Linked DNA regions of Mus musculus: region 1 is linked to region 2. A link is a contact called in public HiChIP or PLAC-seq data. All regions are on one chromosome and are shown on one strand. Each heading gives the region's core, a stretch centred on a gene start, on an enhancer-like site or on the middle of the called end of the contact. The rest is flanking DNA. Distances are from core to core; before and after follow the strand shown.

Region 1 (5,577 bases), core at 2,985-5,484, 340 kb before region 2:
CACATGTGTGGGAAATACTGCTAAAAAGAAGGTAAAGAAGCTGTGCAGTGCGTCGGATGGCATAGCAAGCACTATGGTGAGGGAATTGAGCGGGAAGGAATATGAAGTATTAGGTCGGAAGGTGTTGACGTTTTAGGCCTCATAGCCAGAGGACAGCCATGGAGGAGGTGGGCGTGTGTGGTGGGGCAAAGGTCCTGAGGGGAGTAAGGTGGAGGAGCTCCTGGGACTTAAGTGTAGCAGACTGATTTAGGAGGTGGAAGAGACAGAGGTGGAAGTGCTAAGAGCTTGCTCTTCTCTTTAAAATAACAAAAGAAATCTAAGCGCTCAGTGACACTGAGCACATTGCAGCTTTGATTGGAAAATAGTCTTGATATCTGAGTAGTAGCCACAGCTGTGAGGGCCAGAACACATTAGACATCCAGGTCCCTCCATGAGAGACACTGTGGGCCCAGGTGCCCGCTAGCCTCCAGTCCCTCACATTGTATTGAACTTCCCTGACGTGTATTGGGTTGGGCCATAACCTGACAGTGGGTCTTGTCTGTGGATTAAGACTGGTTTAACAGTGAGCTTTACAAAATTAGCTCTAACAGCTTCCTTTCTTGAGCCAGAGGCCTTTGGTCACCCCTTCTCACTCTAAGGGTTAGTGGCCAGAGACCAGACCTCCTATGTCTCATTCTTTGCCTTCACTGACTGGTGCTACAGTGCCTGTAACAGCTCAGAGTAAGGGCCCTTGCCCAGCTATGGCTCCAAAGCTTGGCTCTGGTGCAGTCTAACAAAAGTCCTTTTCCTACTGGACGGGTCCCTGTAAGTCAGTCTTCAGCCTTCTTTTCATCTTGGTTCCTGAGTTTGGAGTCCCATGGTGGTATGTGCTGGGGCAGCAGTGGAGAGGAAGTGGCTTGGGACGAGGCCTAGGAAGAAAGCCCTTTGGCCCCTCCCATTTGCCACACCCTTATACTGACCAAAAAGATAGTCAGAAGTCCTCAAGGATCCCCAAAAGGACTGACTCCTGGGTGGAAGATAAATGTAAAAGAGGCGGGGCCCCGCCTTGGAAGACCTGGGCCAGAAGTTGCCTCGGTCGGTGTGCCTTTGGCTGCTGACAGTAATGATGACGGTAATGGCAGCAGTAGCAAAGACAAGTTTTGGTGTCTAATGTGTGCCAGACATGGTATGAGTGAGATACTTTACCTGCAATAACTAACCTAAGCCAAGCCTCCCAGTGACCCCTTCAGCTAATCTACTTATTCCCTTTGTAGAATTTAAATAACTCACGGGGGGTGGGGGGTGTCAGAGGGCCTGGGAATGATGTTCAGTAACTTTTCAGCCCTCTGCGTGCCCTTGCACAGCTCTCAGGCCTGCAAAATCCCAGAAAGCTCTGTGCTCCAGGTCCAGTGTGAGTGAACATTTGGATTTTCAACAGTCCCCCAGGAGCTACCAGGGTTCGTGCCCAGAAAACACATGTTGAAACTTGTAGGAAGTCTGGAAAGGAGATTTAGATAACAAAGAATCCCACAGGTCTCTGCAAGGGTTGACAGTAGCTCTTCAAAAAGGACCCAGTCCCAGTCCTTTGTGTCACTCTGCTATCGGCTGTGCACCTCTCATGATCCCTAGCTCCCTGTGTAGCTCCAGTTGGCACACCCTATCCAGCAGTAGTTAAGGGACACCTATGTGTCCCTTTAAGAGAGAAGAACCTTGCTTTTATGCCCTGCCTCCTGGTTCCTCTTAGGTCTTTTGTAGTAGCACTGGGACAAATAACCTAACACAAATAACCCTGTCTGTGCCGCTCAGAGGCCAGGCCAGAGGCCATGGGAGTAAACTCACAGCACCGCTCAGGAGCACACAAGAGTGTGTGCGGGTCGCCTGTAGAGGTGCGGAGCAGCAGAACCACAATATCCTGCATTGTGCTGTTCCTGTGGCACTTCTAAGATTTGTAATTACTCAGCTGCTTAGCTGTGTGCATAATCATAGTCCCTGTACCCTAGCACCCCTTCATTGTGTCAGCTACCAAACATTTTGTCTGAAAGTGCAGGGACTCCCAAGTTGGGCACAACACTGGAGGTCTGTGCATCCTTTATTTATTTATTTTTTTAGATGTTTATTTACTGTTATACATAAGTACACTGTAGCTGTCTTCAGACACCAGAAGAGGGCGTCAGATCTCATTACGGGTGGTTGTGAGCCACCATGTGGTTGCTGGGATTTGAACTCAGGACCTTTGGAAGAGCAGTCAGTGTTCTTAGCCACTGAGCCATCTCACCAGCCCTGTGTGCATGCTTTTTGAGAGCTCACCCTGCTTGGCACCACCTGGGGTTCCCCCTGCTCCCTCCCACTCCTGAGCAAGATCCTTCTCACAGAGGCTTGACTCTGAGGACCATGGAGGGCTGTGGGGTGGACAGAAGGGGAGGATGTAAGTCAGGTGTAGGTTGCTAGCTCAAAATTGTGAACTCCGGTGGTTCTGGCCCAGTCCCCAACCATCTATGAAAGCGACATTCCTCTTACGGGCAGAATTTTTCCTCTGACCACCTGTGGACAGTGGTTGCCCTGGGAGACTGCGGAGGGCCTGAGAAATGTGACTTAACCTGTGTGCAAGTCCTGGGTCCTACTGGGCCCTGTATTGGTCTTGGGTTAGCCCAATGACCTCCATTTCCCTGTCTGCAAGGTAGAGCAGGTAGGTTGTGGGGGGATTGAAGCTTGTGAAATCATGCGACATGCCCGACTCACAGCCAGTGCCCCTTGAGGGCACGGGAATCTGCTTGTTGCAATTTCCTTTGGTTGTTTTCTTTTGTTTTGCCAGATTGTTCTCAGGTGACTGAGAGCTCCCTGCAGGCAAGAGCATCTTGGTTCTGGTTTACCGCAGTTTGATAAAGATGATAGTAAGAGTTTTAATTTGGCTCTTCGGGGTTTTTTTTTTTTTTTTTTTTTGTATGTGTGTGTTTGTTTGTTTGCTTGTTTTTTCGAGACAGGGTTTCTCTGTGCAGTCCTGGCTATCCTGGAACTCACTCTGTAGACCAGGCTGGCCTCGAACTCAGAAATCCTCCTGCCTCTGCCTCCCAAGTGCTGGGATTAAAGGTGTGTGCCACCACTGCCCGGCTTCATTTGGCTCTTCTGAGCCAGGGTTTGATGCTGATAGCCAGTCTGGCCTTATTGCAGCAGTTCCTCTTGCCTCAGTCTCCCAAATGCAGGGCGTACAGGCAGGTGCATCACACCTGGGAGTCTGTACTTTGCCATCAGACGTCTGGAGGTTAAGTCTGGAGTTTAGGCTGTAACTGTGAGCCAGGTGTTTTCCATTTTGAAGGCCCAGGTGTGAGCAGCCTGTGATAACACAGCTGAGAGTCATGGAACTGTTTTGGTTGTTCTTTGGGTTTTGTTGTTGTTGTTGTTGTTGTTTTTGTTTTTCTGTTTGTTTTTTTGTTTTGTGACAGCCTCCTGTAGCTCAGGTTGGTCCCTGAACTCACTATGCAGCTTTGAATGACCTTGAAATCCTGTCTGACTTTTCCAATTCGAAGATCATAGTCATAAGCTATTGAGCTCCATCTGTTACTGAGTGTTTGATGGGCCAGAGCCATGACCTCACTGGCTTTCTCTCCCAGGGTGGACACTAGACTCTTCACAAGGGCATATTCGCATAACAGTCAAAAGCTGGACTCTTGAGATATACTGCTTGGGTTGAACCCCCACTTGCTATGTGACCTCCGTCCTGTGACTTCTGTTCAACACTATCTGTAAAATAGGCGTGACCGTAGTTCCGACTTAAAGGCCCTGGAGAGACTGTAGTGTTTAGAGCAGCACCCTCCCAGAGCTGTGCTTCCAAGGCTGGGTGGAAGAGTCTGCCACAAGGTTTAATCATTAAGCCTCCAGCCTCTGCAGCCGGCACTGTCTGCAGAGGTGAGGGGCCCACCTGTGGGTAGGAAGGTTGTGAATGAAGCTGCGGGGCTTAGGGCAGGGATGCTGTGGCGCTGATCCAGCCCTGGCTCAGCACCGAGCAGGTGGCCTGTAACAGGCAGGCTTTGTTACCTCCGAGCTTTCTCCCAAACTCATTCAGACCCAAGACCACGTGTCTGATGAGTAAGGAATCCTGTTATTTCCCTTCCCCAAAGGGAATATTGGCAGAACTGGCTCTTTGGGGATGTGCCTGTGTGCAGAGAGCAGCCATCTCAGGGGAACTCCGGTAAGCTGGCGTGGCCTGAAGGCCACTGAATAAGTCGTTAGAAGCTGGCACTGCTGGTTCCTATTTCCGCATTCCAGACACCCACAGCGCAGGAGGAGGCACCACCCCAGGTCGGCCTAGGGAGCTGGGGCAGGTGGCTCTTGCCTAGGGAAAACCTGGGACAGGAGCCACACCTGGGGCCAACCTAGTAGCCACCTTCCTGGAGTGTGATCACGGCTGTGTTCCGGGACTCCTGGTAGGTGAGCGATGTCTCCTCACTTCGGTAGCACCTTCCAGAGAAAGTTAATAATCTGATTCTTCTTTGAGGGAAAGCTAGCTTCTCTCTCTCTCTCTCTCTCTCTCCCCCTCCCTCGCTCCCTCCCTCCCTCCCTCCCTTCCTCTCTCTCCCTCTCTCTCTCTCTCACCCCCTCTTCTCTTGTGAAGTGTTTACCTATCTGTTCCTAACCTGAAGAAAGGTTGGCCCAGTGTTGAGCAAATGAGAAGATGGAGGCCACGGACTCCCAGGGAAAGAATAGATGACTGTAGCTGAGCCCCTGCTGTCTGCAGACTTTGTTACCAGGGGCTGTGGTGCCCCAGCCCAGTATGTATGCTGTGTGGTCTTGGTAAATCCTGTACCCTCCTGGGCCTCAGTTTCCTCTTTTGGGGGAAACAGGAAGTAGTGGTAGTACCCACTGAGTTGTCATGCCAAGTGCCCCAGCTCCTCTGACCCTGCGCCTGTGGACTGCAGCTCAGGCCCCTTGCTCCCTGCTCTGGCCTCTCCCTGGCTGTGTCCTCTGCCTGTGGATGTAGTTGGGGTGGCATGTCCACCTGCCTTCCCACACTCACGTAGCCGTTCTCAGGACTAGCCTTCCAAAGCCACCCCCTCCTCAAGTCTCTGCTCAGATGTTCCCAACCCAGGGTGCCTTCCTCTCAGTCACCCTGGAGCCACCTCCTTCGCTGGATTTTTCTTCCACCTGCATCTCAACTGTTGGCTTCCTGGGAGCGCAGGCCAGGCCTTGGTCCTTCTAGAACAGTGCCTAGCCTGTAGCGGGGGTGGGGTGGGGTGCAGCTTCAGTTATGACATGAATGAATTTATGCTACTAGATGGCCCATTGGTGGATGGACGGCTAGCTGTTCTCACTTGGGACTGACTAGAGTGCCACCAGCGTTTCCAGGAAGCCATGGCAGTGGTTGGTGTGACCTGTCACCTCTCTCTCTGGTCTCTCTGTGGTCATGCAGCCATTCTTGGGGTCTGTCAGCCTCAAGCTGCTGGCTTCCTGGCCCCCAATCCCTTCAGGCGTCACAGCCTGGAAGCTGACAGTGGCTCATTTGGGCATTTTGGGCACATGGCATGACAGAGAAAGTGTGGTACCAGCGAATTAGAGAATAGTGGGGTAATCTCAGTAAGAGAGGATTTGTGCGTGCCTGCTATG
Region 2 (5,894 bases), core at 2,411-4,910:
GTAGAATGGGTGGCCTGCAAGTCGTAGTGCTCCAGGCCCGCTACTAGGGAGCCAGCCAGCTTGACAGTGGCCACCCACGGTGGCTCGCTCAGGTGGTTGGTAGGTGTGCTCAGCCTGAGAAGGTGAATTGACAGGGTCTGTCTTGTGTCGTCTGTGGCTTCACTTCCCCCTGAAGGCTGTCCTGCCATAGGTTCCCAAGGGCATTCAGGGGCAGAGGTACATCCATATAGAATGGGAAGGAGTGTGAGTCTAAGCCCCCAGAGGAGGTTTTGTCTGTAACCAGGCCTGGCAACCAAATCCAGGGGCTTAGTATAGTAGCAGAGGTGGCAAAGGGGCCAAAGCCTTGGTCTCAAGTGGGTGGGAGGGTTGTAATGGGGTACGGGCACTGGGAGTTTCAATGGGACCAGGCAAATTGGAGGCTTACTAATCCACCCTCAGGTCCCAGAAACACAGTTGTTTCCTTTCCCCATCTCTGATAAACCATCTTTCCTGCCCTCAGGGATGGAGTCAAGGCAGTGACTAGGGTCAGGCCAGCAGGAAGGCTAAGATAATAAAGACCCAGGGTCAGCTTGGCATCCAGAATACCAAGAGGTTGAGCTAAGGCCAGGAAAGGGCCAAGGCTCCTAGGGCTCAGCTAAGTTAAGGTCCAGGTAACTTGTGGGTCAGCCTATGGTTAAGACGCCAAAGCGTGTAATCTTATTCCATCCAGGTTAAATAGGTGCAGGACTTGGAGTGTGCCCTCTCCTTCCAACTCCCCAATCTCCCTCACCAGGCAGACACGTTGCGTGGCAGCCGACGGTGACGACGTTGATGGCGGCAGTAGCACTTGCAGGGACAGGAATTAAGCACCTCGAAAGGCGGCCAGTGCCTTGCTGTTCCCTTGTTAGAGGCCCCAGCTGTGGAGGTTCCGTTGCTACCACCGCCACCCCCTCCACTGCTGCTGTCAGTCACCGGAGCCGTATTCGGTTCTCGAGGGCCATCTCCAGAAGTCCCTTCTTCACGGATAACACCCCGGGCCGCTCGGGGACCTTTGTTCCTGCGTGTACGAGTCTTGGGTTGGGGCATTGGCGGTGACAGCTCAGCGGTGGCGGTTGCTGGAACTTGGGATGTGACTGTGGCTGGAGTTGCAGCTGGGACCTGGTCGGCAGCTGCAGTTGGGGATAAAGTGGAGGGAGGGGTGGGAGCCAAGGCTGACTCTAAGTGGCCAGGGCCTGGGGTCGGCGGACGGGCCACCAGTATCGGCGTCCTTGGGAGCGCTGGTGGCTGTGGTGTGGGTGGTGGCGCCGGTGGTGGCGTGGCTGGTGGCGTGGGTGGTGGTGGCGGCAGAGGAGGTATCTGCTGTGGACTTGGAGGCACTGGGCGAACAGGCTCGCCATTGTTTGGCGCTGGGAAGATGAACATGGGTGGTGCCAACAAGGCAGGTGTGGGCCTCCGAGGCCCTGAAGATGGATGTGTCTGACCTGACCTGGGTGGAGGGGATCCCCAAGGCCCTGAGAGCGTGGTCGTGCGCCGTCGGGGTGCCCCGATTCCCCCGACAGCCCCATTGAATCGGAAATGCCGTTCAGTGCCATCAGGAGGGCTCACCCAGTCGAATTTGGGCTTTGAACCTGGGAAGGTGGTGTAAGGGGGCGGCGGTAGAGCCCGGGCAAGGGGAGCAGGCACCGAAGGGGGACCAGAACACCCTTCGCCATCTCCGTCACCACCCTCGGTTTCCTGAGCTGCACGAGGGACCTCTCCCAAGGGACGAGTGGCTCCAGGAGGGACCTCTCCCAAGGGACGAGTGGCTCCAGGAGGTTGGGGCCCTTGCTTCAGGACCTCAGCATAGGAGATGGCCCCAGAAGAGGCAAACAGTCCGCCACCACCGGCCCCGGGTGAGGCTTTGGCTGCTAAGGGACCCGAGGCCGATGTGGGGGACAAATGGGGCCCCGACTTGAAGGTGACTTTACACAGCAGACTCAGGCCAGACTCGGAAGTAGCAGACCGAGCCATTTCGCCCTCTCCAGCTTGGGGAGGTACCCCTCCGTGGGCTCCCCCGGCCGCCTGACCCTCGCTGCTGTGTCTGACCTGACTTTCTGTGGGGCTTGTGGCCGACGAGGCCAGAGTGATTCTGCGGCTCAGGGGCTGCGGATCGCAAGTTGATGGTGCTGGCGGTAGTTGTTTCCGAGGTTCCAGGGGCGTCGGAGGTGGGGCTGGGGCCCTCAGGACCGGGTCTTTTTCGGTCAGTTGCCGGGGCAGCGGTGGCAGCGGGCGGAGGCTTGGAGGGTCACCCTGACCACGATGGCTCGCCTCCAGAAGACCGCGGATCCGAGGCACTGAAGTGCCCGTGGGTTTTCGCCACTTAGATGGCGCAGGCAGCAGGGTCCCCACGGGGGGCGGGGGTGGTGTGGAGACCGCAGCCGCCTCCTCTGGAGGGGGTGTCACTGGCGAGGGCAGTTCTAAGGTCAGGGGCAGGGGCGAGGATGAGGCCTGGGGCTCCGGGGGTATCAGGAGTCCCGGGGGCCCGGAACTGCCAGGGAACCAGACGCCCAGCCCTCGAGCCAGGCGCATGGCAGGGGATGAGGGGGTCACCTCGGGCTCCACTAGAGGCGTCCTGCGGGAGTCGGAGGCGCGGTCTGAGGCCTGCTCTTTTCGGGAACCCCCGCCCGCGGACGGCTCCGACTGCACGTTCCCCATTTTTGAAGAAGGTCGGGGACTGTGGTTAAAAAAACTTTCACCAGTCAGTCGGCGGGTTCTGCGGGGACTCCACGGCTCAGGCTGTTCTTGGACTGCCCCTGTCTGCATTGGTCTGCCCTGTCCTCCAATATTATCTCAGCCCCCGGCTCTTAAGTCTTCAGTTCTCCGATTCGCCATGGTCACGCCCCCTTCCCCATGGTCTCAAGGCTGCAGTTCTTACTCTTCGAACCTAACTTCTTAGTGTACAAAGGCGCCAACCCTGATCCCTTGGATCACATCCCTAACACTTTTGCCACTCCCGGGATCTCCAGGCTCCAGGAGTCAGTCTCGCCAGCCTCTCTGTTGAAAGTTTCAAACCACATGGGTAATGATGGTTATGCCCAATAGCCAACAATGAATTCACGCTTCTCTTTCAACACTAGTCTAACCAGGCCCCGCCCCATTCTCTAGTCGCTCCTGATTGTCAAGAATCCGGCCATATCCTCGCCCCTCACCGCCCCGGATCAGGTCCGTCTCTGCCTAACAAATACCTGGGACTGTGATCTAATTAGTTCCCTAGTCCTTCAGTCCTAACCCTCCGATCACCCACCGTCTCTCTGTGTCGATCATTTGGATCCCTCCCTCTTCCTAGCCAGCAACAAATCCTCAAGCCTCTTAAACTTTTCCCGCTTGGCGTTTGTGACAGATCTTAACTTAGGCTCCACCCCTTTCCTAAAGCTCCGCCCAGCTCCGCCTCTTAAGTGGACCCAACTCACCGACTCCTCCAGCCGACCAAAGATCAGATCACTGCCCCGTGGGCCCAAGGCAGGGCGGGGAACGGCCGTAGCAGAAAATAACCGAAAAGAACGGGTGTGCGGGTGAAGGCAAGTGGGCGAGACAGCGAGGACGACCCCCGAGATCTAGGCCCCGCCCCGAGCTCGAGGCCCTGCCCCCTGCAAGCCAGCTTGAGTGCAGCCCTTCAAACCTGGATCACCCTTAGAAAAATACAGAAAACTCTTCATAGTGGGTAGGCAGGCCCCTTCTCATTAAGCCCCACCCCTTTATAATGCCACACCCCTCTCTCTTAAGCCCCTCCCCGGACCCCCACCCATGGCAAACACTTGCTACATAGCTCCTCCTTTTGAGCCTCTTATTTGACCTGTCACTAAGGAAATTTATGTCCAAGCTCCGCCTTGCTAAGTCCAGGCAGCATCTCTTTCTAAGACCCTGTCTTTCCTGGGATGGCTCAGAAGGTCCACCCGCCCGCCCCTTCCGTGACGCACCCTCTCAGTTCCTTCAGCGTCCAAACCTCCTTCCTTACTCAGGCTCCCAGGCCCCTCCCCTTTTCGAACCCTGCCAGGCATCCCGCCCCTCCCATTCAGAGCCCTGACCGTGGACCACCTTCTCTCTAGAACCTTGGGACCAGGGTCTATTTCTGTTCCCTTCTCATATCATCAGGGACCAACCGTTCAGATAAGTGGAAAAGTGGGGATTCCCTTCTGGGTCCCGAGAAAATGGGGGCTATAGATGTTCGTTGTAGCCCTAGCCGGGCTCTAGGACCCAGCGGGCATGTACGCCTGCCTTGCTTCTACCCCTCCCCCAAGCCGCCCCCTCCCCCACACACATCTTCCAGGTTCCCCCTCCCTCCCCCCTCGCCCCGGCTCCCGGTGCCCGTCTCCAGCGCCGCCGGAGCCAGTGAGGGAGCGGGAGAGAAGAGGAGGAGGAGGAGGAGGAGGAGGAGGAGGCCGCGTCGCCGCCGCTCGGAGCCCGGCCGGAGCCTCCCAGGCAGGTGCCCAGAGTGGCGAGGGGGCGGGGGGCTGACGAGACTGCCTGCCAGGGTGAGGGGGCAGCCTGGATCGCATCTGTAATCCTCTGCCCACCCTTGCACCCTGCGGACACAAGCTGGGAGAACAAGAGGGGTGGGGGCACCAAACTACGCGGTAGCCATTTGGGGTGCCAATCTCCATTTGGGGGTCCTGGACTTCTTCCGAGGATGCCCCATTCACAAAATTCTGTCGTGGACCCTCGCCATTGAGGAACTCTGATGACTACTCTCCCCGGGAAAATAGATGTGTGGGAGCATAGGACACCCCAAGATCTCAGTGCCCTATCTCAGCTAGGCCTTTGGGGGGGACCCCAGCCCTCTTTCCCCGCTTCACCTGTTGTTGGGGGAGGCGGGCGGACAAAGGAAGCAGTGTCACGTGACTGCTCATTCACAAAATCCCATCCCATTGAGAAAAGGGGGCTGGGGGCGCTGTGGCCGCCCCTTCCCCTCCTGAACGGCTGGGGAAACCCGACATCCTGCAGGTGGGGGAGGGGGCTAGAACTCGTTGCCTGGGCTCATAAGGTTGGGACTTCATGCTCCATGAGCCTGGGACAGTGGGGCTGAATGGTAATCCTGATTGCTGGGCGGAGGGCTACATCCCCTAAACTGGGGGCGGGGTAAAATGTTTCTGAAGGATGGCGGGGGGCGGGGGGGTGAGGGGCTGGATCATTATCTCCCCTCCCATCTCTCTTGGCTTCCCTCAACTGAGACCAACCGGAGCAGCCTTGATTTTTGTGAATGAAATGCTCCTTGTATCTTTTCGGTCTCCGGTTGCTGGTTTTCTCTGCCTCCATCTCCTTCTCGGCCTCTCTTTCTGGCCATTTCTGGTTCTCTCTCTGCTCCCTGCCCATCTCCTGGTTGCTGGGTGACTCAGTGAGCTTTGCATCCGGTCTCATTCATAAATCCGGGAAGGGGGGGGGGGGAGAGAAGCCAGGTTTCTCACCCAGTTAGTGGCCTGGGTGACTAGGGTGCGGAGGCAGTGTTGGGGGCACTGAAGCTGAGTTGATGAGTCCAGAGAAAATATATATGCGCAGGAATCCAGCTGTGAGAGGGGACAATGGGTGGGGCTATGGGTTTGTGATGAGAGGGAAGGAGACTGGGGTTGAGGGGGATGAGCTGTAGGGGGAGGGGAAGTGGCAAACCCAGGCTAAGGGGGTGGAGATAAGGGAAGGTGCTGAAGAGGTGGGGATGGCGAGAAAAGGTAGATACGAAAAAGGATGGTGGGCAAGATGTCACTAAGAAGAAAGAAGCCATGATAGAAGAAAGTGGGCAAGGGGTGGGTGTACTGGTGGCTTGAGGGTGAGGTAAATCCAGAGGTAAGGGATAAAAGACGAGGGCAGGGTTAGGGAGAACGCTCAAACCGGGAACAAGATTTGAGTTCACGGCCTGTGTTGTTTCTGTCCTCCCCACCTCCTCC

Evidence for each region. HiChIP or PLAC-seq counts read pairs in DNA pulled down with a chosen protein or histone mark.
Region 1: an HNF4G HiChIP or PLAC-seq map of pancreatic cancer cells shows a contact between it and region 2. The contact joins the promoter of Sipa1l3 here to the promoter of Ggn in region 2. A contact is called at or near these places in 9 of 39 promoter capture datasets (the 3T3-L1 cell line, the C10 cell line, frontonasal cranial neural crest and 4 more), 1 of 15 datasets of contacts at CTCF or cohesin (embryonic stem cells), 8 of 484 Hi-C or Micro-C datasets (the Ba/F3 cell line, Sertoli cells, Th1 cells and 4 more), 6 of 115 datasets of contacts at active chromatin or transcription factors (bone marrow-derived macrophages, embryonic midbrain, extraembryonic endoderm stem cells and 2 more) and 4 of 9 other capture datasets (adipose tissue, embryonic stem cells, liver and 1 more).

What each region holds. Positions count from the first base shown.
Region 1 is chr7:29,504,117-29,509,693 of GRCm38.p6, reverse strand. It overlaps Sipa1l3 (signal-induced proliferation-associated 1 like 3), which reads left to right and starts at 4,234. Exons shown (of 23, transcript NM_001081028.1): 1 at 4,234-4,400.
Region 2 is chr7:29,167,976-29,173,869 of GRCm38.p6, reverse strand. Ggn (gametogenetin) reads right to left here and starts at 3,660. Exons shown (of 3, transcript NM_001358852.1): 1 at 3,429-3,660; 2 at 770-2,692; 3 at 1-114. The coding sequence starts at 2,673. It overlaps Spred3 (sprouty-related EVH1 domain containing 3), which reads left to right and starts at 5,223. Exons shown (of 6, transcript NM_182927.3): 1 at 5,223-5,350.